Regions from separate parts of the Sus scrofa genome. Here regions 1, 2 and 3 are each linked to region 4. A link is a contact called in public HiChIP or PLAC-seq and promoter capture Hi-C data. All regions are on one chromosome and are shown on one strand. Each heading gives the region's core, a stretch centred on a gene start, on an enhancer-like site or on the middle of the called end of the contact. The rest is flanking DNA. Distances are from core to core; before and after follow the strand shown. Region 1 holds the start of ERLIN2 (ER lipid raft associated 2). Region 2 holds the start of PLPBP (proline synthase co-transcribed bacterial homolog protein). Region 3 holds the start of TACC1 (transforming acidic coiled-coil-containing protein 1). Region 4 holds the start of LSM1 (U6 snRNA-associated Sm-like protein LSm1).

Evidence for each region. Promoter capture Hi-C pulls out the DNA fragments that hold promoters and counts their contacts. HiChIP or PLAC-seq counts read pairs in DNA pulled down with a chosen protein or histone mark.
Region 1: an H3K27ac HiChIP or PLAC-seq map of alveolar macrophages shows a contact between it and region 4. The contact joins the promoter of ERLIN2 here to the promoter of LSM1 in region 4. A contact is called at or near these places in 2 of 5 promoter capture datasets (fetal liver and liver) and 1 of 2 datasets of contacts at active chromatin or transcription factors (alveolar macrophages).
Region 2: a contact with region 4 is called in an H3K27ac HiChIP or PLAC-seq map of alveolar macrophages. The contact joins the promoter of PLPBP here to the promoter of LSM1 in region 4. A contact is called at or near these places in 6 of 47 Hi-C or Micro-C datasets (alveolar macrophages, brain, embryonic fibroblasts and 3 more) and 2 of 2 datasets of contacts at active chromatin or transcription factors (alveolar macrophages and skeletal muscle).
Region 3: a promoter capture Hi-C map of fetal skeletal muscle shows a contact between it and region 4, with 2.7 times the contacts expected there. The contact joins the promoter of TACC1 here to the promoter of LSM1 in region 4. A contact is called at or near these places in 1 of 5 promoter capture datasets (fetal skeletal muscle) and 2 of 47 Hi-C or Micro-C datasets (embryonic fibroblasts and mesenteric adipose tissue).

What each region holds. Positions count from the first base shown.
Region 1 is chr15:48,658,174-48,663,786 of Sscrofa11.1, forward strand. ERLIN2 (ER lipid raft associated 2) reads right to left here and starts at 3,433. Exons shown (of 11, transcript NM_001143706.1): 1 at 2,969-3,433; 2 at 1,413-1,494; 3 at 291-337. The coding sequence starts at 3,075.
Region 2 is chr15:48,634,616-48,639,948 of Sscrofa11.1, forward strand. It overlaps PLPBP (proline synthase co-transcribed bacterial homolog protein), which reads right to left and starts at 1,969. Exons shown (of 8, transcript XM_003133369.4): 1 at 1,678-1,969. The coding sequence starts at 1,776.
Region 3 is chr15:47,859,496-47,864,786 of Sscrofa11.1, forward strand. It overlaps TACC1 (transforming acidic coiled-coil-containing protein 1), which reads right to left and starts at 1,609. Exons shown (of 15, transcript XM_021075676.1): 1 at 1,456-1,609. The coding sequence starts at 1,492. LOC106506224 (a long non-coding RNA gene) reads left to right here and starts at 2,274. Exons shown (of 4, transcript XR_001301395.2): 1 at 2,274-2,313; 2 at 2,636-2,823; 3 at 4,420-4,512.
Region 4 is chr15:48,346,088-48,351,645 of Sscrofa11.1, forward strand. It overlaps LSM1 (U6 snRNA-associated Sm-like protein LSm1), which reads left to right and starts at 2,566. Exons shown (of 4, transcript XM_005671778.3): 1 at 2,566-3,007. The coding sequence starts at 2,962. BAG4 (BAG family molecular chaperone regulator 4) reads right to left here and starts at 2,723. Exons shown (of 5, transcript XM_013984080.2): 1 at 2,149-2,723. The coding sequence starts at 2,418.

The DNA of each region.
Region 1 (5,613 bases), core at 2,183-4,682, 310 kb after region 4:
TTTCATTTCTTGCCCTAGGGTCTCCCCTACCACCTTTCCAATATTCCCTACATTTCATTCTACTAAAGTTATTTATCTGCTAAAAGCCTTTATCATAGCATTCAAGGCCCTTCCCAACCTGTCTCCCTTCCATGATTTTCTCTATTGTCACTCAGAACATAGGGAGCTTGAGGGCAGAGAACTTGGTAAAACCACCAGTAGGTGTGTCCCCTCTTCACTCTCTCTTACTGCAGCAGTCAGACAGCCCTGCCTCTTATTTGGGCTTAACAGCTTTATCCTGGGCGCCTTACCTTGTCCCACAAGGTACATTCTTCACCTCATCTGTCTGGAGTGTGGTCTGGAAATAGGGGAGACATAAAATGCTGTAAGGTGGGCAGTGACAAACAGAGTGACTGCTTTTGGGAATCCCAGATAGCCTTGTCCTTAAATACTTATTTAGGTTGCCTCTGTTAAATGTGAATACCCCCACTGAATCCTCCTCACATACAGAGAGTGAGATTAAACCAAACAAAGGGACCCACCTGGCTCTGCTGTAAATGAACCATCATATGAACAAGCTGAGTAATAATGGTTTAGTGAGAAGGACCCTGGATTAGGAGTCCTAAGACTTGTGTTTACTTTTCTCCCTTCCACTCACTAGTCTTGAAACAGTAGATTCTTTATTTAACCTCTCAGCCTGTAAAACTTGCTCAGCCTATTCTCAGGATCACTGTGAAACTCAAATGAGATAATCAGCACGAATGTACTCCGAAAACCAGAAAGCACAGTAAATGGCAGAAGATATCTACAGGGGCTGATGCTGATGAGGTATCCCAGGATATTTTCCTGGGTCAGTTTAAAAGTCATTTTCTAAATCTTTTTACGCCTTTTAGTTGGACATACTTCAAAGATGGCTAGTCTAACTGAGCCTGGCTTTAGATCTGTCGTAACTAATCCTACCCCTACTTAAGATGCCATTTCCCTTCACCGAGTTCAACTCCCCCCACCCCAAATTATGTTCACTTCGCTCAAGTTCAAGTAAGAACCAGCAACACTACCATGTTTTAGTTCCATCTACCTTGGGAGCCTGTGGCTTAAAGCACACAGACGTACATATCCAACTTTTGCTTTTGTGCATTTGGAACAGATTCTTCTCTGGCTTTGTCTTGAAGTGAAGACATAATCCCAGCTGGTATTGATGGGCCAAGGTAATGACCCCACTCAGTTATTTAGAGTCAAACTCTAGAGTAAATGGCTCAGGGAGCCTCATTCTTTATATCTATCTATACTGTATATATGGCTTATTCTTAAATGATTCCTTGAGAAGGAATTATACTTATCTACCCATCTAAAGGCTAAATCATTCCAAATCATGCCTTAATCACCACCCCCAACCTGCTGCTGTGCAACCCTACCCCACCAGCCCAGTATACCTGCACAGACTTATATGATGTGATGAAAGGGAGCATGAGATGGAAGCCAGGGCCACTGGTGGACGTCAGCAGGGCACCACCTCTGCAGAAGAGGAAGAGAGAAGCAGGCTCAGTTCGGTGAAGAGGTGTCTATCACATCAACACTGCTTTCTCGGAAGCACTGTAAACATCTATTAGACTGACACGTGCTAGAGTCAGGTCCACAGTTCCTTTTCCCCGCTCTCAGCTCGACCCCAATATTCTAGGAAACCCAATGGTAAAACCTAAAACCATTATTTGTGTTTTTGCAGTGAAAAAAATAGGCAAAGTGGAATCAAGAGAGCAGAATCCATGGCTATACTTAAGACAGGAGAGGAGGTCTGTCTTATCTTGCCGCATCTGTTGAGCTGGTGGTGATCCGTAAGGGTGTTAAATCCAGTAATATGGTGATCAGTTGATGGTACTAATGTTTGAGTCCAGGGACACGAACAACCAAAAGAATAAAATTTAAGTACACTTTATAAACCATCAACATATTTTTTTGGCAGTAGAATTACTTTTCTAATCAAGTTCTATGTAAATGGCAGTAAATTTAAAAGCAGTATTTGGGGATGTAGAATCAGAGACAGGAAGAAATAAAGGGGAGAGGGGAACCCAATCGGACGTTTAGAACTTGCCATTGGCATCCAGAAAAAAAGCATCACAGGGCACAAATAAGAAGGGTTTGGTAAAGACTTAAAGCAAAATACTTGGTTAGGGAGGTTACTAAAAGGAAAGCAACTCAAGATTTATAAATGCCTCTTTATTAAGGCAAAGATGTATTTTTTTCCTTTTTATTGCTGCACCTGCAGCCTATGGAAGTTCTTGGACTGGGGTTCCAATCAGAGCTGTAGCTGATGGCCTATGTCACAGCCACAGCAATGCTGGATCTAAGCCATATCTGTGACCTACACCACAGCTTATGGCAACATAGGATACTTAATCCACTGAGTGAGGCCAGGGATCGAACACATACCCTCCTGGAGACTATGTTGGGTCCTTAACCCAGTAAGCCACAATGGAAACTCCAATAAAGATACATTTTTTTTTAAAAGAGTAATGAAATAAAGTGACCATAATGGGTTACTGTAAGAACCTAGAGTTTGCCTTGATGGATGTGAATCAACCTGCAGTCTCTTTCATTTTTCCTGAAATGTCAATTTTCAAGAATAGGTCTAAATTACATCAAGAACTGGTCCTCATTAGAGGTAAGCTTGTGGCACCAAGATGCCTAGAGAGAAGTAGGAGCAAACACTGTTTCAGATGATCTTCAAGGAACCTGCTTGCCTTTAGGTTTTATCTCTAAGTCTCTATAAATGTTTATCAATCACCATCCATGGCATCAACTTAGACCACTAAGTTTTACTTTCATGTATGTATTTGTGTGTGTGTTACTTCCCTCCCCATGGCCACTGACACAAAAGCTCATTCTAAAATCCTCCCCTATTCAACAAAATACAAACAGAGATAGCAGAATCTGTTAAACATTGACTTGGGAAGAGTCATTTAACAGGAAATTGCGCCTGCTGCTGCCTTACCTGTAATACACCCCAATATGCCCCTCTTCTATCTTGTGCACGGCTGAGAAGAGAGATGCACAAAAGAAACTGGCAGCCACAGCCACAACTGCTCCCAACTGAGCCATCAGTGAAAGTTTATCCTGGGGAAAAAGAACGGGAAAACGTGTGCCGTCCGACTTGAGGGAGAAAAGCTCTGACCCTGAGAGCACCTCTCCAGGCTGGGCGCTTGAAAGTGGTTCCCATCCAGCCCATAGTAGTATGAACAGAGGCTAGATCTACACCTCTCCTCATCCCTGCTCTCAGTCGACACTCCCATCCATTCCTTAACTGTGGAATGATATTCCCCACCTCCTGGAAGAGGCAGTGACTCCAGAAACAGCCCTGGCCCAAGGGAAAACCAGTGCAAGTTGGTCAGCGTTCAGAACACAGCCTTCTCTTCCTGTGAACACGAAGGGGCTGTCACCGGAGCCACTCATACTAGTAAAAGAGGAAGAGAAGCAGCTGCAGTACGTTGGCCCAAATTACAGAGCATGTCAAATGACAGGCAGTTGTGGCTGTGTAATTCTGGTCAGAGACTCCCAGTCCTAATTGCCTGCCATTTCAAAGGAAACCATTATTTACTCCTTTCAGATGCTGGAGCGACAGAGACAGCATACGAGCGGAGTTCCATGGCGGGATTCTCTGGCCTTTCATTCACTTTCCCAGTTATTCCTTTGGCCCTAAACAATGCAGGGCTCTGAGCAAGACTGAAGCCACACTCCCTCCCATATGCTTGACCGGTGCTTTGCACCTGGCAGGTTCCGCAAGCTCATGGTGAGAGCAGAAAGCGGGTTCTTCAGGCTGGGGAGACTCTGGGCTCCGGCGTCCAACTGCATTCAGACACCAGGACGCGAAAGAGCTGGCATCCAGGGACTCATTTCCTGAACACTGAACGATCTGCAAAAACTAGGGTAACTGACAGCGAGGTTCCCAATCGGGGTGCCGGGGCCCACCCGCGCAGGGCGTGGACTCTGCCTCCTGGGTCTAACTTAACTCGGGCGCAGACGTCTGCGAGGCGCTTATTTTACCGTGTGGCCTCCAGCTACCGATCTGCAGCTGCGTCCTTTCTACAAAAGCCCTTCCCTCCCCCGAAGTCACCCCCGCCCCACCTCGCGCTCCTTCCCTGCCCTTTTTGGAGAGAGGGTCGCAAGTCCCAAGAGCCCTGGGTCGGGGCTGGAGGCTCCGAGAGCCTCCGCTCCGTCCCGCCTAGGGGCTCGCGGGAAATGGAGGGGACAGAAAGGGGTTGCTTTCTCGCTCCCAAGGGAGAGAGGATGCTGTGCGAGGGCCTGGGAAAACGATGATCAGCTCCGGCCGCGAGCCGCAAGGAGGCCCAGCGCGCGCACTAAGAGGCGGGGGCCGCGTACCAGGCTGTCCCTCCAGGCGCTCCGTACTCGTCCGAACCCCAGTGCAACCGCAGAAGCCGCCACACCCCTCAGCGCGCTACTTCCTTCCGGGCCCGTCGCTTCGATGACGCCATTAGTTCACGCGAGAAGACCACACCCCTTCTCTCCCTAGTTCGCCAGCCCCGCCCCCGCGCTTCGAGAGGTCGTTGTCCGAGGATTGCCGCCAGAGGGCGCCCGTGACTCGGTCCCGGCGGTCAAGACGACCGTCAGGAATTTCTGGGGTGGGGGTGGTGCGGGCACCTGGAGAGTGACCCCAGGGGCAGCACCAGTGGCTGCGGGAGCTGAGAACGAGGTGTCACTTTCCCAGGCTTTGACTTTGGAGTTTGCTCTGGATTCCCTTCCAGATTAGGCCAAACCTGTTCCTATTTTTTCAGAGCAGGTTATCCTTTACAACCTTCCTAATTCTCTGCTCCCCTTTTTCAAAAGTGCAGATAAGCACCATTACGTCGCTAATCAACAGACACTACTTTGAATTGCCCTTTATGCTTTTGTAGGAGCTTTGGCCTTTGAGGTCCCCGCAGCACCATAAAGCAGATTGAGGGAATTATCTTAATTTTAGTGAACAAAATGTAGGTTCAGTGAGGCGCGAGGATAGCCGTGGATGAAAGCCTGCTTTGCTCTAACGTCGGGAGCTTAAGGGCCTGGTAACTTCTGCTGCTTGTCCGTACCTGCTCGCTAGGCTCTAAGTTCCCTGTGGGCTGGGGCTGCGTCTTCCCTCAGCATCCCTGGGTGGGCGTTTAGGTGCCTGGCAAAAACAAACAAACAAACAAAACAACCAAAAAACCCAGACTGCAGCGCAGTGGAACCAGGCCCAGCGTCCAGACCTTGTGTCTCCCAGACCGCAGCCTTCACTGGTCGACAGCATAACATTGGGGCATTTTTAATTCAGCCACTGAAGTTTTTTCGAAGAGACAGTCCACTTAATTACAGCCTTGGTTACAGGGAAAGCTTTTACACAGGGAAAATGGCACCCTGGTGGTGTTGGTCAGATTTAGGACACAGGAAAAGGAAAGTGTAGGTTTTCCAGCCATTGTTGCTTGGGGCTGGCCTATTTCCAGCCCCCACCACCCCTCACCCCTGGGAGTTTGCTCTGGGTGAGTATGTGTTGAGAAGTTTCCTTATTTGTTAAGCCCATAAGTGGGCCGCAAGGCACTTCCTGAGAGTTCTGTGCCCACCTTCATAAATGAGGGTCTCTCCTCTCCTGTTCCTGCACTTCTGGCA
Region 2 (5,333 bases), core at 719-3,218, 290 kb after region 4:
TTATCAGACAATACTCTTGCATACCAAGGTGGGTGGTTTAAGAAGCACTTCATTAAGGGAAGGCATCTCTGTTAGGAAGGGAGGCCACTTTTGGCTTCTGAAACCCCAAGATGAACATCTGGCTAACCCCAAGGTTAATTACACTCTGGTCCTGGGGTAATTATTAATATTGCCCACGTGCACTCTCAAAAGCGACGCCCTTAGGGTTACTGTAGTTTTTTTCCTTCCTTTTTTGGCTGCCCCATGGCATATGGAGTTCCCAGGCCAGGGATCAGATCTTAGCTGCTGCTGATCCCTAACTCACTGTGCTGGGTCAGGGATTGAACTTTTGTCGCAATGCTCCAGAGATGCCATTGATCTTGCTGTGTTACAGTGTAATTGTTCAGTCTAATCAAGAACCAGGGGCCAAACTGATGCAAAGACACAGAAGACTCTGGACTCAGGATAAGGTTTATCCGACCCCCTTCTCACGGCCATTATGTAAAGAGCGGGGCTTCCCTGAATTCTGCTGCAACCAAATCCACACAGAGAAGAGATTCATCTGTCCTCACATGGCTTCATTTTCATTACCCCATCACCCTCCGGAACTTTTACAGAATCAATGTTCTCAAAGGGTCTGAAGAGTAAGATCAATTAACAGAGTTTCCCCTTCCTTCTGAGGGCTGCACTGCTGACTTTTTATGAGACTGTGTCATGTTTCCTAGAATTATGAGGTAACAGTCTTTAGGGAAAAAAAGTGGAACAGGTAGCCCATCTGCGTAAGTTATGTTGGGAGAACTCCCCAGGGCGATATTTCTTAGGGGAATCTCTAGCTTAGCTTTTTCTTGGAGGATCATTAATGCCGGAAGGAGGAAATTCAGGGCTAGAGTAACTAACTGACTTGTTTAAAATAATACCTAATTAACAGCCCAGAAAAAGCTATACTAATACAGGTCTTCTGTCTCCAGGCCAGCTGAGCTCTGACACTAAATGCTTAATCAGAGAAAACTTTGATCTCTCTATTCAAATATGTCTCACACCACACCTTTCAGCTTAAACTTGCACTGAGGAGGGGCAGATGGTAACCTTTAAGTAAGTTCCAAGATACCAACTATATATAAGGGGGAAAAAAATCTCATCTTAAACTGCTTGGGAATGGATGTCTAGTTCCCTCCTGCCCCAAACGCACAAGTGCAGCTCTAGTGTCACCCAAGTACGGCCAATCCACCCTTTCCTTCGTTTTCGGGTGGAACTGACATTTACTGTGCATCTACTATCTGGGACGCTGCCACACACGTGATCTCGGCAGATCTGGCCTCCTTTGGGTACTCCTGCAGTGGACATCCCCTTCTGCAGCCTCTGGGTGCAGGCCTGATCCCTCTCCCCTCTGCCAAGGCGGCTGATCCCGACACAAAGCCAGATGGGTAAATGGTCGCGATGCCTGGAGATCAGTCATTTTCCCGGGGTAGCGATACCTTTTGCTCCAACTAAGCCAACCTCCAGAAAACCTGACAGATGCTGAGGAATCCTTTTACCAGCCTCCTGGGGTCTCGGCAACCCGTGCCAAAGCCAAGGCGGCGGCCAGCTCTCGCTCCTGCGGGGAGACCCCTCTGCGTCACCGTGACGACCCATTCCCACGCAGGCGTCTCATCTCCTCCAAGCGGCCGCCCACCGTCCCCACGAGGTCCCTTTTCTTACCCGCGGCCGTCGCGCCACCGCCTGCTGCACGCGCTCATTCACTGCCCGCAGAGCGAAACCGATTCCCAGCTCCGCCGACATGCTGCCAGCCTTCCACATTCCACAGAACCGACTTCCAGCCCCGTACCCGGGCACCCGAGGCTAAATCCCCTTCCGGTCCCGCCCAGCTCACGTCTCCGTGTTGCCCGTCTTCGTCTCAGCCAATCGTCAGTATGGGGAGGGGCGGGAGGGGCGGCCCCGCCCTAGGTGTGCCATCTTGGGGAGGTCGCCGCGAGGCGGGGCGGGGCACTCGGGTGCGGAGGGGCTGTGACGTACTTCCGGGGTTGCCGGAGGGCGGGGCTTTCCACCTAGCCGTAGCCCGCAGACGCAGTTGAGGGACAGAAGGGGGCAGGAGAGGTCCCTTAGGTCCTCTTCCCAGTTGTGGGAGATAACGGCTTTTATCTCAGATGATTTTGGGGAGAGGAGAAGGCATAGAAAAAGAGTTCCCTCCTGGCTCAGCGGGTTAATGATCCCGCTTTGTCATTGCTGTGGCTCCGGTTACAGCTGTGGCCAAGTTTGGTGCCTGGCCAGTCACTTCTACAGGCCGCGGGTGTGGCCAAAAATAAATATTTAAAAATATATAAAAGAAAATTGTTTCTGAAGAACATGGTAGGATCCCAATGTACCGAATTATTTTCCTCTGGTTATCCTTTAGATCAGTGCCCAATAGAAATATGATGTGATCCGAACATGTAATTTAAAATTTTCTAGGAGTTCCCATCGTGGTGCAGTGGAAACGAATCCGACTGGGAACCATGAGGTTTCGGTTCGATCCCTGGCCTCGCTCAGTGGGTTAAGGATCTGGTGTTGCCTTGAGCTGTGGTGTAGGTCCCAGACACGGCTTGGATCTGGTGTTGCCGTGGTGTAAGCCAGCAGCAACAGCTCGGATTAGATCCCCCAGCGTGGGAACCTCCGCATGCCAGTGGGTGCGGCCCTAAAAGGACAAAAAACAAAAATAAATAAAATTTTCTAATAGGCACAGAAAGTTAAGAAAAATTAATGAATACTTTTTTTTTTTTTTTTTTTTTGTCTTTTTGCTATTTCTTTGGGCCGCTCCCGCGGCATATGGAGGTTCCCAGGCTAGGGGTCTAATCGGAGCTGTAGCCGCTGGCCTACACCAGAGCCACAGCAACGCAGGATCCGAGCCGCGTCTGCAACCTACACCACAGCTCACGGCAACGGCGGATCGTTAACCCACTGAGCAAGGGCAGGGACCGAACCCGCAACCTCATGGTTCCTAGTCGGATTCGTTAACCACTGCGCCACGATGGGAACTCCCTGAATACATTTTCTATAGCCCAATATACCCAAAGTAAAGTTTAAACATAACCAATAGAAAAAGTTAATGAGATAGTTGAGGTTTGTTGTCTTTTTGTCTTTATAGGGCTGCACTGGTGGCATATGGAGGTTCCCAGGCTAGGAGTCTAATCTGACCTGTAGCTGCCAGCCTATGCCAGAGCCACAGCAACGCCAGATCCAAGCTGCATCTGCAAACTACACCACAGCTCATGGCAACGCCTGATCCTTAACCCACGGAGCGAGGCCAATGATCTAACCCATAATCTCATGGTTCCCAGTCGGATTCCTTTCCGCTTTGCCACTATGGGAACTCCAGTTGAGGTGGTTTTTGTTGGTTTGTTTTGTTTTGTTTGGCTTTTTAGGGCTGCACCGGTGGCATATGGAAGTTCCCAGGCTAGGGCTCTAATGGGAGCTACAGCTGCCAGCCACAGCCACAGCCACAGCCACAGCCAAGCAGGATCTGAGCTGAGTCTGTGACCTACACCACTGCTCACGGCAACGCAGGATCCCTGACCCATTGAGGGAGGCCAGGGATTGAATCTGTATCTTCATGGATGCTAGTCGGATTCGTTACCACTGAGCCACAACAGGAACTCCATATTTGAGTTTTTAAAAATTGTAACCCAGTGTGTAGTTTGGACTTTTCCTCATTTGGGACTGGCGGCATTGCAGCTGGTCAGTACCCCACCTGGTGGCAAGTGCTGCTTTCTAGGAGGCCAGCACAGGCAGCTTTAGTCCAGCCTGAGCTTGGCACAGAGCCCAATTCTTGAGTTTCCTGTGTAACCTGCTCTGGGCAATATGAAAATCACAAATGGGAGGAGCCAAACAATACAAAGGTTAACATAGTAAAACCCGAGGTTTAATAGTCAGATGGTGAAATGGTAGGTGCTGTGGACAAGTAGAGATTGATTTTGTTAAGGAAAGTACTCTTGTCTGTACTGTTGGTTCTCACACAGTAATTCTACTTAATGAATGAGATGCTCTTATGGTGGGAAAAGAGCTAAAGTTTTTTCTCGAGGTTGTCTTTTCTTTCTTCCTTTCTTTTCTTCCTCTCTCCCTCCTTCCCTTCCTTCCTTGGGATATGGAAGTTCCCAGGCTAGGGGTTGAATCAGGAATCAGAGCTGCAGCTTCAGGCCTACACCACACCCACAGTAATGCCAGGTCCAAGCCACATCTGCACGTCTGTGACCTACACCACAGCTCACAGCTACACTGGATCCTTTTTTTTTTTTTTTTTTTTTTTTGTCTTTTCTAGAGCCGCATTCGTGGCATTTGGAGGTTCCCAGGCTAGGGGTCTAATCGGAGCTGTAGCTGCCAGCCTATGCCAGAGCCACAGCAACTTGGGGTCTGAGTCATGTCTGCGACCTACACCACAGCTCATGGCAACCCAGATCCTGAACCCACTGAACAAGGCCCAGGGATCGAACCCACCACCTCATGGTTCCCAGTTGGATTCGTTAACCACTGAGCCATGACGGGAACTCCAACACTGGATCCTTAACTCACTGAGGGAGGCCAGGGATCTAACTGCATCCTCACGGTTAACTAGTCGGGTTAACTAGTCACAACGGGAACTCTCTTAGCTGTGCTTTTGAATTAATTTTATTATGTTTTTTCCTCTTTATTTTCTTTTTTAGTTTCTTCTCCTCCCCTTCCTGGGATGTCAACCATCTGATTTAAACTTTCACCCTTCCCTACTACCTAATCCTTGAAAAATAAAAGTCCCAAATCACCTCATCACTGGTAATTGACTTAAAATTGTTCCAACAGTTTGCAAGGACAAAGGGGAAAAGAGATTAGAAAGCCAAATACCCAGGGGAACCGATTTTATAAACAATTTTATAAAAATCTAGTATACTTATCATTTAATGCCGTCAAACTTAAAACCTTTACCTCTGTAGTCTAAGGCCCCAAATTATGAGAAAAACATTTATGGATTTTAAAATTATTTCCTTCTGAGTTTTCTGTGATTCTTGTGGGGGGATTAAAAAGATAAAATAATGGAAAATTACTGTTGCTTGGTTACTTGGCTCTGAAGAGAAATGGAAAAATAATGCCTGCATCTCAGTTAAAATTAATTCAGGTAGAGATCCATGACAGCAATGCCTTAGCAAACATGTCACGGTTGGCTTTTGAAATGTCAACACAGATTCTAGAACACTAAGCCTGGGGAGGAACTTTGGAGATCATCTGATCTTTCACATAAAAAGAGTGACATTTAAACCACCCCAAACAGCATGGAATCCCCCAATTTCTGAAGATCATCAGAGAAGAAAATGTCATCTGTGCTAATCCCTGAACTTCTATTTGTTGATAAC
Region 3 (5,291 bases), core at 359-2,858, 490 kb before region 4:
CCCAGCCCTGAAGGAGCTTAGAGTCAACCGAGCTGGCAGCTACAGGCCTGCACCTGCTGGTATATGAATGCTAATGTCCCTTGTTAAGGCACAAACCCTGACATGGCACTATGGCTACCTCCTACAGAACCCTGAGGGTTTTCAGCTCTACATTTGTACTTCACACTGCCAGGGTTGGGAAGATCTGTCAACATTGTTCGCCTGCTTCAGTAAAATAATCTTTTAAAATTCATTTATCTCTTACAACACGTCTGTGAGCTGGGGTTATTATTGTCTCATTTGACAGATGAGGAAACGGGCTGAGGACATTCACCTTGTCTGAAGTCACGCAGCTGGAGAATATGGGGACCGAGAGTCAAACCCCCACCTTGGTTTGGAGCAGGGCAGCCTGGCCTCAGTACAGATCCCTCCTCTGCATTTATTAGGTGTGTCTCCAGCCTCAGTTTCCCCATCTGTAAAATGGGGATGATGATGATAATACCCACCACCTTTAGAATGGTGCCGGCACACAGTCTGTGCTCAACAAGAGTTAGTTGCTATCTTAAGATCACCAAGAAATAGATTACGACTCATGCATCCCATCCATTCTCTCATTTGTTTAGCTTGTTAGAGAACAGTACAGCAAGGTGATAGGTGCATAAGGAGCAAAATGTGTGCTCTAGAGAAGGACCATTGGAGTTCAGAGAAGGGGCATTTGAAATGGTTCGTTTATGATAAAAATCTGAGTACTTGTGCAGAAGCCATGCTGCATTCTCTGTATCAGTTCAGTGTCAGCAGGTGCTGCCAAGGCTAGCCTCTCAGGGACGAACTGCTGGGGCATGTCCCTAATGATGGCGAGGGCCACATGCAGCCTTCAGGGTTGACCAGTTAGCTCCGCCACAGACGTGGATGTCTCCAAGGGCACCTGGGCTCTGCCCATAAAGGCGTAGCATTGAGCTCCAGTCTCACATCCCCACACCTGAGAAACAGCTCAAGGTGTGTATTCCCATGATGCGGGGAGGAGGAGGGAGTTTGGTGGGCAGGACACAGGTCCTGGGAAACAGCTGGACCACAGCTCACCAAGGTGAAAATGCCTTTTCCTTCTGCATCCATTTGGATCACTTCTCTCTGAATCTACTCAGAGCTGAAGGTATTTACAAATGCTCCTTGACTCCTTGCCCACCAAAAGAAAAGGAAAAAGAAAAAGAAACAAAGAAGTCAGGGAATTCCCAGAATTCTACCCTAACACTTCTACATCAGAAGGCAAACAAGAGGTAGTGCTTCCAGAGACCCAAGAATTAAAGTTAAAATTGGAAAGAAAGAGAGGAAAGAAATGCCTGACGTCCCTGGCGTCCACTCACCCACAGCACTGTCCCATCGTCAAGAAAACGCCCCCAGCCCGAGCTTAAAGGTCAAGGGCTCTGCTTTGCTCCGTAAGTGTCAGACAACCCAAGCACACGCAGCCCCCGTTCCTACCTCGTAGGCGGTGGTCCCCGGGTCTCCTCTCTCCCATTGGCACCACCTGCTACAGTGGCTCCATCACCTCTGCTGGGAAGCTGACGCCCCTGATCAGGGAGCGGTTCCGAGAAAGGAAGGGGAGGGCAGGCTCTGAGATCACCGACGTGGGGAGGGGTGGGTCTCCGAACCAAACACTTGGTTCTAGGGAAAAGGATGTTTTGTAAAGTTTTGGCTTGAACGTTCAGGGGCAGAACAGGAAATGTCCACTGGGTCTGGGAGCCCCACGGAGAAATCGCTGCAGCCTCCTAGCTCTCTGATCTGTGGTCCCATCTGGAATTTAAAGCTCCTCTGTTTGAAGCCTGGTGCCTTTTCCCCCCTTCCTCTTTTCCTCCAGCACTATTTTTTTTCCTCCTTAATGTAACGTCAGCTTCGTTCCTCACAAGCTGGAAAATTTTTCCTCGGCCTAAACTTGGCTCAGGAATACTCTCCCCTTGTGAGAGAATTTCTCCTGTTACACAGTTCAGATTAAAAAAAAAAAAAAAAAAAAAGAGAGAGAGAGAGAGATTTGTTTTGCCAGCTTTTGTACTAGAAACATTTTTGATGGATCACTCCCCACCCCCACCCCCAACCTCTGGATTCCAAGAAATATACACACCCACATCCCTCTTGGCTGTTTGTCTTGTTTGTTTTTTTCTTTTTTTGGCATATGGAGTTCCTGGGCCAGGGCTCAGATGCCAGCCGCAGTTGTGACCCACATCATAGCTGTGGCAATGCTGGATCCTTTAATCCACTGTGACTGGCTGGGGATGAACCCATGTCCTGGCACTGCAGAGACACCATCCACCCTGTTGTGCCACAGCAGGAACTCCTTGACTGGTTTGTTTGTTTGTTTTTCTTCTCCCTCTTCTAATTGGAAAATAATAACAGAGTTCCCTGGTGGCTCAGCAGGTTAAGGATCTGGCGTTGCCACTGTTGTGGCACAGGTTTGATCCCTGGCCTGGAAACTTCCATTGTTGTGGGAGGGGGCAAAAAAAGACAAAAATAATAATAATTGATAAAGATGGCAGTGAAAATGTCCTGTGGGTTCATAGAGTCCTGCCTGGGGCCAGCCTTCCCCACGTGCACACCTCTACCCACAGTGTAGGGCATGTGCTGCATGGCAGGGAGGGGAATTGATGATTTTCCTGGCCCTCTCCAGTTCTAGGTCTTTCCATGATGGAAGCGCAGGAATTGGCTATCACAAATGGGATCCAGTTCCCACTACAAACTGCCTCCTCAGCCCCCAGAAATGAAGCAGGAAGATTCCTCATTGTGATTCTTGGAGATGCTGAGTTGGAGGTACAGGAGGTGCAAGGGGATCCTGATTCAGTTGTTGCTGATGGCCTGGTAAGTGGCTTGTCTGTGAACTATCAAATGCAATGAAACTTGGGATCCTCATGGACCCCTGCAATAAAACTCAGTGGTTTTCACAGTTCTAACTGGAAAATTTGTCCACAAACAGGGAATTAGAACATCTCTGTTCTATTTATTAAAGGAAGGTGAATAATAAACAAATTAATAGTGTACACAAGATTACAAGAAAAAAGGTTTCATGCCAATTCATTAGGTTAGATAATTTCAAATGTTTTAGAGGTCTCCTTCATTTACAAAAATTATACAGTAGGGAGTTCCCTTGTGGCTCAGTGGGTTAAGGATCTGGTGTTGTCATGGCAGAGTGTTGGCGCGAATTCGATCCCTGGCCTGGGAACTTCTACATGCCATGGCTGTAGCCAAAAAAAAAAAAAAAAAAAAAAAAAATTGTATACATAATAGGCTGAGGCTAACAATTTTAAGATGTTGAGTTGATGTACTGATTACATATTATTTTTATCTGGTTAGTGAGGTGAAACTGACCTAGGTGATATTTTTTCTGTTCTAGTTTGACTTTGGTACCTGAACTTGAAAGTAATTGACATGCATTTATATTCTGAAATTTAGAGAGCCTATCATTTTTTTTTTCTCTTTAGGCCCCACCTGGGGCATATGGAAGTTTCCAGTTAGGGGTTAGATGTGAACCTCAGCTGTGGCAATGCCAGATCCTGTAACCCACTGTACCAGGCCAGGGATCAACCCGAGCCTCTGCAATGACCTGAGCCTCTGCAATTGGATTTTTATTCCAATGCACCACAGGGAGAACTCCAAAAGGATTTTAAAAGTAGAATTACACTAAGCTCTAGGAGCTTGACAATGATTGCTACATGTGCATTTAATTGATGAACAAATTTTGGGGTGTTTTAAGCTAAGGCAATAAATTCACTCTCATTTTTCATCCTTCAAACTCCTGCTCTATTCCAGGTAGCCTGAAAGGTTCAGGAGCTATGAGTGTAGCAGAGGAAACAGGCAAGCTAAGCAATGTAGCAGGGAGTTCCAGGTGCTATGACAGAAGATACAGTTCCCATTGTGGCTCAGCAGTCATGAACCTGACTAGTATCCATGAGGATGAGGGTTTGATCCTGGGCCTCATTCCATGGGTTAAAGATCTGATATTGCCATAAGCTGCAGTGCAGGTTGCAGATGAGGCTCAGATCTATCATTGCTGTGGCTGTGGCGTAGGCTGGGAACTTCCATATGCTGTGGATGCGGCCATAAAAAGACCAAAAAAAAAAAAAAAAAAGACTGAAGAAGAAGATACAGGTAAGATAAGAGCCCTGTAAAAACAGGGAGTGTATGGGATGGGGAACGGCTAGAGAGGCAGGTGTGGTTAAAAAAAAAAAAATGAAAGAAAAAGAAGGCCTATGGAGTCGCTTCTATAATCAATGGGAACCACTGAAAAATTTGAAGAAAGAGGGTTCATGTTTTGGAAGATGTTCTGAGAGGTACCGACGAAGAGGATTTCTGGCAGTTGGCTGAAAGAGATTTCATTACTGTTGTTGTTTTGAAGAGTGGATTATGTAGAGGTAATTTAGTAGCAGCTTTCTGGTCTCTGAAATATGATTTGCTCAGTTACAGAGGAAAAGAGAATTCGGCTGCCCTTTACAGAGGCCACCACCAGGACAATAAACTAGGCTCTCCATGTGGGTCAGGTGTCATTCTCAGGTATGTCCAGCAGATGGAGGCATTGTTGTTTCAGAAAGAAAACTTGTCCTTCCAAAAAGTCTCTGCATTACTGGGGCGGCTGAGGGTCAGCAGGGACTGCCCTTGACTCCTTTTGCACTGGGTGGCCGACAAGGCAAGTATCCCAGAGTATGCTGTAGAGACATCACAGGCTTTGCAGCTGGTGAAGTCGTGGCCAAATCCAGGCTCCCCCACACTGAGTACAGTGACCCTGTGAACTTAAGTCACTTGATCCAAAAAGCCAGGATTTCACAGGTCCACCAACTCCTGCCCATATTTCCAAGCTCTCACACTCTGAAAACCAGAAGCGTTTAGTAACTCACTCGGCAGCAAGACCTGACCTAAAATGACCCCAGGTAATGTGTGCATATTCTTACATTTCACGGCAGAAAGGGTTTCTATGTTTGTTTACAAGGTGCTCCCCCAGCCCACTGGGGGTTTGCCATGGTAAAATGTATATTATGCAGTCTTATCTTTCCAAAGGCTGAAAAAAAGTCAGAATTCTGAAGTACATCTGGTTTTGGGGTAAGAGATTGTGAATTTTCAAGGGTGTTGGAGGCTAGAAGTTGATGACTTATCTGAAGTATCTGGGACACAAACCCCTCTAGGGGTCTTTCTGTGCCAACCCCAGCCCATCAGATTTGGGGTCTCGCCCAGGAAAGAAACCCTTGGGGGAGGGGGAAGGAACAAAGCAAAGGATCCCTTTAGTTTTTGTTTTTTTTTGTCTTTTTAAAAATTAATTTATATTTCATACTGGAGTA
Region 4 (5,558 bases), core at 1,316-3,815:
CAGGAAGTATGGAGCAGGAGAGATTCTGCATTTCTAACTGCCTCAGATCAACACTGAAGCTTCTGGTACATGGACTACACTTTTTGAAGAGTAAGATGTCTTCCGGGCTCAGAGTGTTAAGAACCTGACTAGTATCTATGAGGATGCAGGTTTGATCCCTAGCCTTGCTCAATGAGTTAAGGATCTGATGTTGCTGTGGCTGTGGTGTAGACTGGCAGCTGAAGCTCAATTTTGACCTCTAGCCTGGGAACTTCCATATGCTGCAAGTGCAGCCATTTGAGAAAAACAAAGAAAGAAATCATCATCCTATACTTTTCAAGTTTCAGAAACATCAACCTGAAAGATAAACTCCTGCAACGGTTGACAAATGCCCAATCACATTCCGGCCGTATTCCTGACCGCTCCAGCATTACCTAGCCTGTGTGCACACCTGTTCTCCCTTTAAACTCCCTGCCCAGTACTAAGATCTTAACTTCTCTAACCTTAACCCAAAAAAAACCTTTGTTTTGACTACACAGCAAGCCCAGGTGGAATCATCAGCTTAGTGGTTCTCTCCTCCTCCCCCACAAGTGAGCCTAGGTCTAGTCTGCATACCTATTAGCCAAGCATTTCCTCACTCTCCTCTGTCGGGACTGAAGTTCCCTCAGGCTGCTTATTCTAGATTCAGATAGAGAAATTATGGGCCTTTCTTTGTAATTAACCTCTCACTACGTTTTTTTTTATGATACAACTTTTTAAAAGAAATAACATGACATCAAACCCAGCCTTTTAAAGTGTACAATTCAATGTTTTTTTTTAATATTCAGAGCTGTGCAATCTTCATTTACAATCTAATTCCAAAATATTTTCATCATCCCCAAAAGAAACCCCATACCCTTTAACTATCTTCCCCAATGTCTCCAGGCCTCCAACCCCTGACAATGACATATATTTGTACAGACTTGCCCATTCTGGATATTTCATATAAATGGAATCACACAATGTTTAATGTTTGTCTTCGTTCATGTAGCATATTTTCAAGGTTCATCCATGTTGTAGAAGGTACTTCATTTCTTCCCATTTCTTCCCATTCATTGTATGAATATGTCAGATTTTATCTATCCATCAGTTGATGGGCATTTGGAATATTTTCCCTTTTGGCTATTATGAATAATGCTACTATGAATCTCACGTGTACAAGTTTATACGTGGACATGTTTTTAGTTCTCTTGGGTGTATAACAAGGAGCAGACTTGCTGAGTAAGATCCCAACAGTATGCTTAACGTTTTGAGGGACTTCCAAACTGTTTTCCAAAGCACTGAACCATTTTATGTTCCCACCAGCAATGTATGGGAATTTCATTATTACATTTTCAACCAATGAGGATGTTACATTTCCTGAAGAAAAGGATAGGAGTGCCCCCACCAGATAACGATTAATTCTCTGCGAAGCATACTGCATAACAAAACAACTGTATTTCCGCACGACTACAAGGAACAAGACATTATAGGTTCAAATATACTGAGTGAGTTAACCCTTCACGGTCAACGGTTCTTTCATCGTAAAACAGAGAAGATGTGATGACATTTACGCGGCAGTCACCCTTAAGATGAAATAAAACAATCCACGGAAAGCTGCTTTCCAACATTGATTATGCGTGATTCAATGTCGGGCAAAGCGTTAAAAGGGCAAAGAGCTAAACGCCCAGATCCCTCCCCTTCCTTCACGTTCCTTCCCAGGGGGAGGGGTTGCTAAGGGACGGAGGGTGCTGCAGCCACCTCCCTTCTTGGGGAGGGCCGACCTGATGAGCCACGCAGGATAAATTGTCAGGACTCGAAAAGCAGACCCGGATCCCTCCAGCCCAACACCGTTCCCAGGCGAGATTCGCAGCCCGCTACTCAGCTCAGCAGGTCAGCGCAGGATCTTTTTCCCCTTTTTCATGCTAAGACATTTACTATGGTTGAAGTAAAAAAGAGGCAAAGAGAAAACAAGCATAGCCCCCACCTACGATCCTAGTTTCTGTCTCTCCACCCCCCCATAAGGAAAACACATGAAACCCAATTCATTACGAACTCTTGGAGGTGTATCAAACCCAATAACCCTCACCTCCAAAGACTCCCCTATTGCCGTCCCCTACCCCACCCCGGGACAGACAGCGCAAAGCTTACCTGGTGGCTTCCTCCAGCTCGACCTGGCTCCGACCAGACGCCTCCAGAGGGATAGTAGCCATCTCCTCCTCCCCCTTCTCCCGGCCAGGTGGTCTCAGCCTGGCCGCCCCCGCGTACCCGCCAAGAAACAGGAGGCTGGGGAGGTTCGGGGCGGGGAGGATATATGGGCGGAGGGGGGTGCACGGGCACATCTCCACCCCCAGGCCCGTAGTAGCGGCCATAAGACGGACCGTCACCGGGGCCGTAGCCCGAGCGCCTCAAGGCCGACATGGGCTCCACTGCCCCCAAGTGCTTCCCGCCCCCCACGGCCGGTCCATTGCGCAGACGCCAGCCGGAGAACGCAAGTGGACCGCAGGGAAGGGGGTCGGCCAGCAACAGCCAATCCCAGGCCGGGTCCCGCCCCCTCGGCCTCAGATTCTTGAGAGTTGAAGGACTGAGGTCGGTGACTCTGGGGTCTAGGAAGCAGGACAGCAAGGGGCGCCACCGTGTACCTTAAAAGGGAGAACGCATTTCCCCACTACGTATCCAATCTAGGTTTCTCTTCCCCTCTTGTCAAGGACGTGGAAAGGGTGCCTCGGGACCTCACTACGGTCCCGCCTCTTCCTGAGCACCGGCACGTGATGCCGGAAGTGGGTGGGAGTAATATGGCGACGTTTCCGGCAGGCCCCGGCGGCTGAAAGCCGGGCCGGAGGTGCTACTCTGGGTCCGGGTTCTTGTCCCGGTGCCGCCGAGGCGGCGACTGCGGTAGGAAGAAGGAAGTGTTGGACGAGTTGGCCCACCACCGCTATACGTTGCGCCTCATTTCAACTCAAAATGAACTATATGCCCGGCACCGCTAGCCTCATCGAGGACATCGACAGTGAGTAGTTCGGCTCCTCCGAGTGAAGTCTGGGGTGAGACTCTTCCTGCCGGGAGGATGCTTTTTGGAGGCAGGTCCTAGAATGAGTCCGGGCCAGGGGGCGGTGTCTTTTTAGTGCTGTTCTGGACGTGCGGCGTTAGCGTCCTTTGCAGGAGGGAGGAGCCTTGTGACACGCTGTTTGCCCGCCTCCTACCTGTATCCTATCTCTTACAGCCTGCACCAGTCCTCCGGCAAGCTGTCGAATCCATTTCTGCTTTTCAGGGATGCGGCTGCTGAGGCCCAAACATGAAAGTTGCCGCCTCCCGGGCCCATCATCTCCCACCTGCGGGATTTCGAGTCCCAGGTGGTTACTGGTGGATGGATGAGAATTCTTAAGGAAGGGATGCATCGAGAAACGAAAATACGAATACAACAGTAATTGGACTTAATTAGCACTAAGCATAGGCTTTATGCTGCGTCGCCTTTTGCAGTCTTCTTTTACCGTTGAGGGTCTTTAGATTTTCAGATTATGATAGTAGAGACTACTGCCAGACAAGGCTTGACTTTTCCAGAAGGACCAAAAACTTGTTTTTTTCTTGTTAGACAGTTTTCTTTGGTTTTTATTTAGACGACCTACCTTATTCCTAGTCACCATCCTGAAGAGAAGTTTAGTCCTCTATAGCTGTCCTGTCTTTTCCAGACTCTCATTCGTGGATTATTCCTCAAGCAAATTTTAATAAATTGTTTCAGTCCTGTGATCTGTCTTGTTTTGCTTTTTAGGGCGGCACCATGGCATGTGGAAGTTCCCAGGCTAGGGGTCGAATCAGAGCTGTAGCTGCTGGCCTATGCGACAGCAACTCTGGGTCCCAGCCACGTCTGTGACCTACACCACAGCTCATCGCACCACCAGATCGTTAACCCACTGATCAAGGATCGAACCTGAGTTTTCATGGATACTAGTTGGTTTCATTACTGCTGAGCCACAATGGGAACTCCGTCTCATTAACTTGTAGTAGTTGCAAAACAGTTTGCATACAGCTCCAAACAAGTTACAACAATCTCTACAGTTACTAAGTATGCAAATTAAAGAATGAGTTTATGATTATATTCTCTATCATCTGAAATTATTTTTAAAATCCAAATTAGTGATTTTGCTATTAAAGGAAAATGTAGTGTAGGTTGGACCAAATTCATATGTGAATAGCCACTGTACAAGCCTATCTGCAATGTATGATAAAGTCTTCAATTTTTGTTGTTTGAAGATGCCCTTTTGCCCTCACCTCTTTTGTTATATATCTGAATTAGTTGAGGCCTTAACACATTCTGCCATTCTACTAAAAACATAATTTTCTCAAGCCTCTAACCCCTTTTTTTTGCAGATTCCAAACCCCTCCTTTACCAAAAGGTTTAAAACCATTTCATATGCCCCCTTCACACACATACATTTTCCTCTTCTCCTCAGTCCTCCTGTATTTTCTCTCATATTTTCTTTCTCCCTCCCCCAGAGTCCTCCCCTTCATGTATGTTCTTGTCTGTCACATTTTTTCTCAACTGTGTTTCCCCATCAAATTCCCATCCCCCTTTTCATATCTTTACCCCCAAACCTTTTGAGCCATCTCCCATTTTAAGTCTGTTTCCTGACTCCCTGCAATAGACCATCTCTGTTACCCCTGCAATCTGATTTTTTTAGACAACACTCTACTGAAACTGCAGTCTTAAAAGGCATCTGTGAAATGCAGTCCTCCAGGTTCTTCCCTCCCCTCTGTTACCACTGGAATCATTACTTTTCTTGATTTCTCCAACGCTGGTACTTAATTTTCTCTCCTCTGCAACTCTTATTATTCCCTAAAATAGATGGGTTCTTAGCTTCCATCAACAGTCTGTTTGTTTATATCTCTAGGAGCTCTCGTGGACTTCAGTAATTATATCACCTCTTTGTGGGCTTATCCAAAATTGCTCTGATTCTGACCTTTTGGCCTCCCAGTCTTACATCTTTAATTGCCAGTTGACCTTTCTACATAGGCGACCTGATACCAGCAGAATCACAACAGCTAATTACCTTCCACCCTAAGCTTGTGTCTTTTAGTCCCAACTTTTGGTAAATGGTCCTTCTTGACATGACGACTCAGAATTCCTGCATCTTCTTTAACTCATCTCTTCAGCACCCCATTCTCTCGCACATACCCACACATACAAACACAGATAATTGACAGATCCCATCCCTTGTCACTGCAGGGTCTTAGTCCTCTCATCTTCCCCCTTCCCATCTCTACCCTGAGTCAGGTCTCTTCTGCATGTCTCAGACTCTGGGAATAGCCTCAAAACTGTTCTCTCTTTCCTGCCAGTTTAATCTTCAGTGTTTTCTTATTCCCTGTGAAGTCACATCCAAACTTCAGCCTGTTCCCAGTACTTTTTTTCTGACTTCATCTCCTGTTATTTCCCTTCACACCTTTTAGCCAAACATTTGGACACATAGCTCTTTTTTCTTCTGCCTGAATTATAGACTTCCCCCCTCCTCCCCTTCTCTGTCACTCTTCCCATGGCCAAAAATGATCTACCCTTTAAGGTCCAA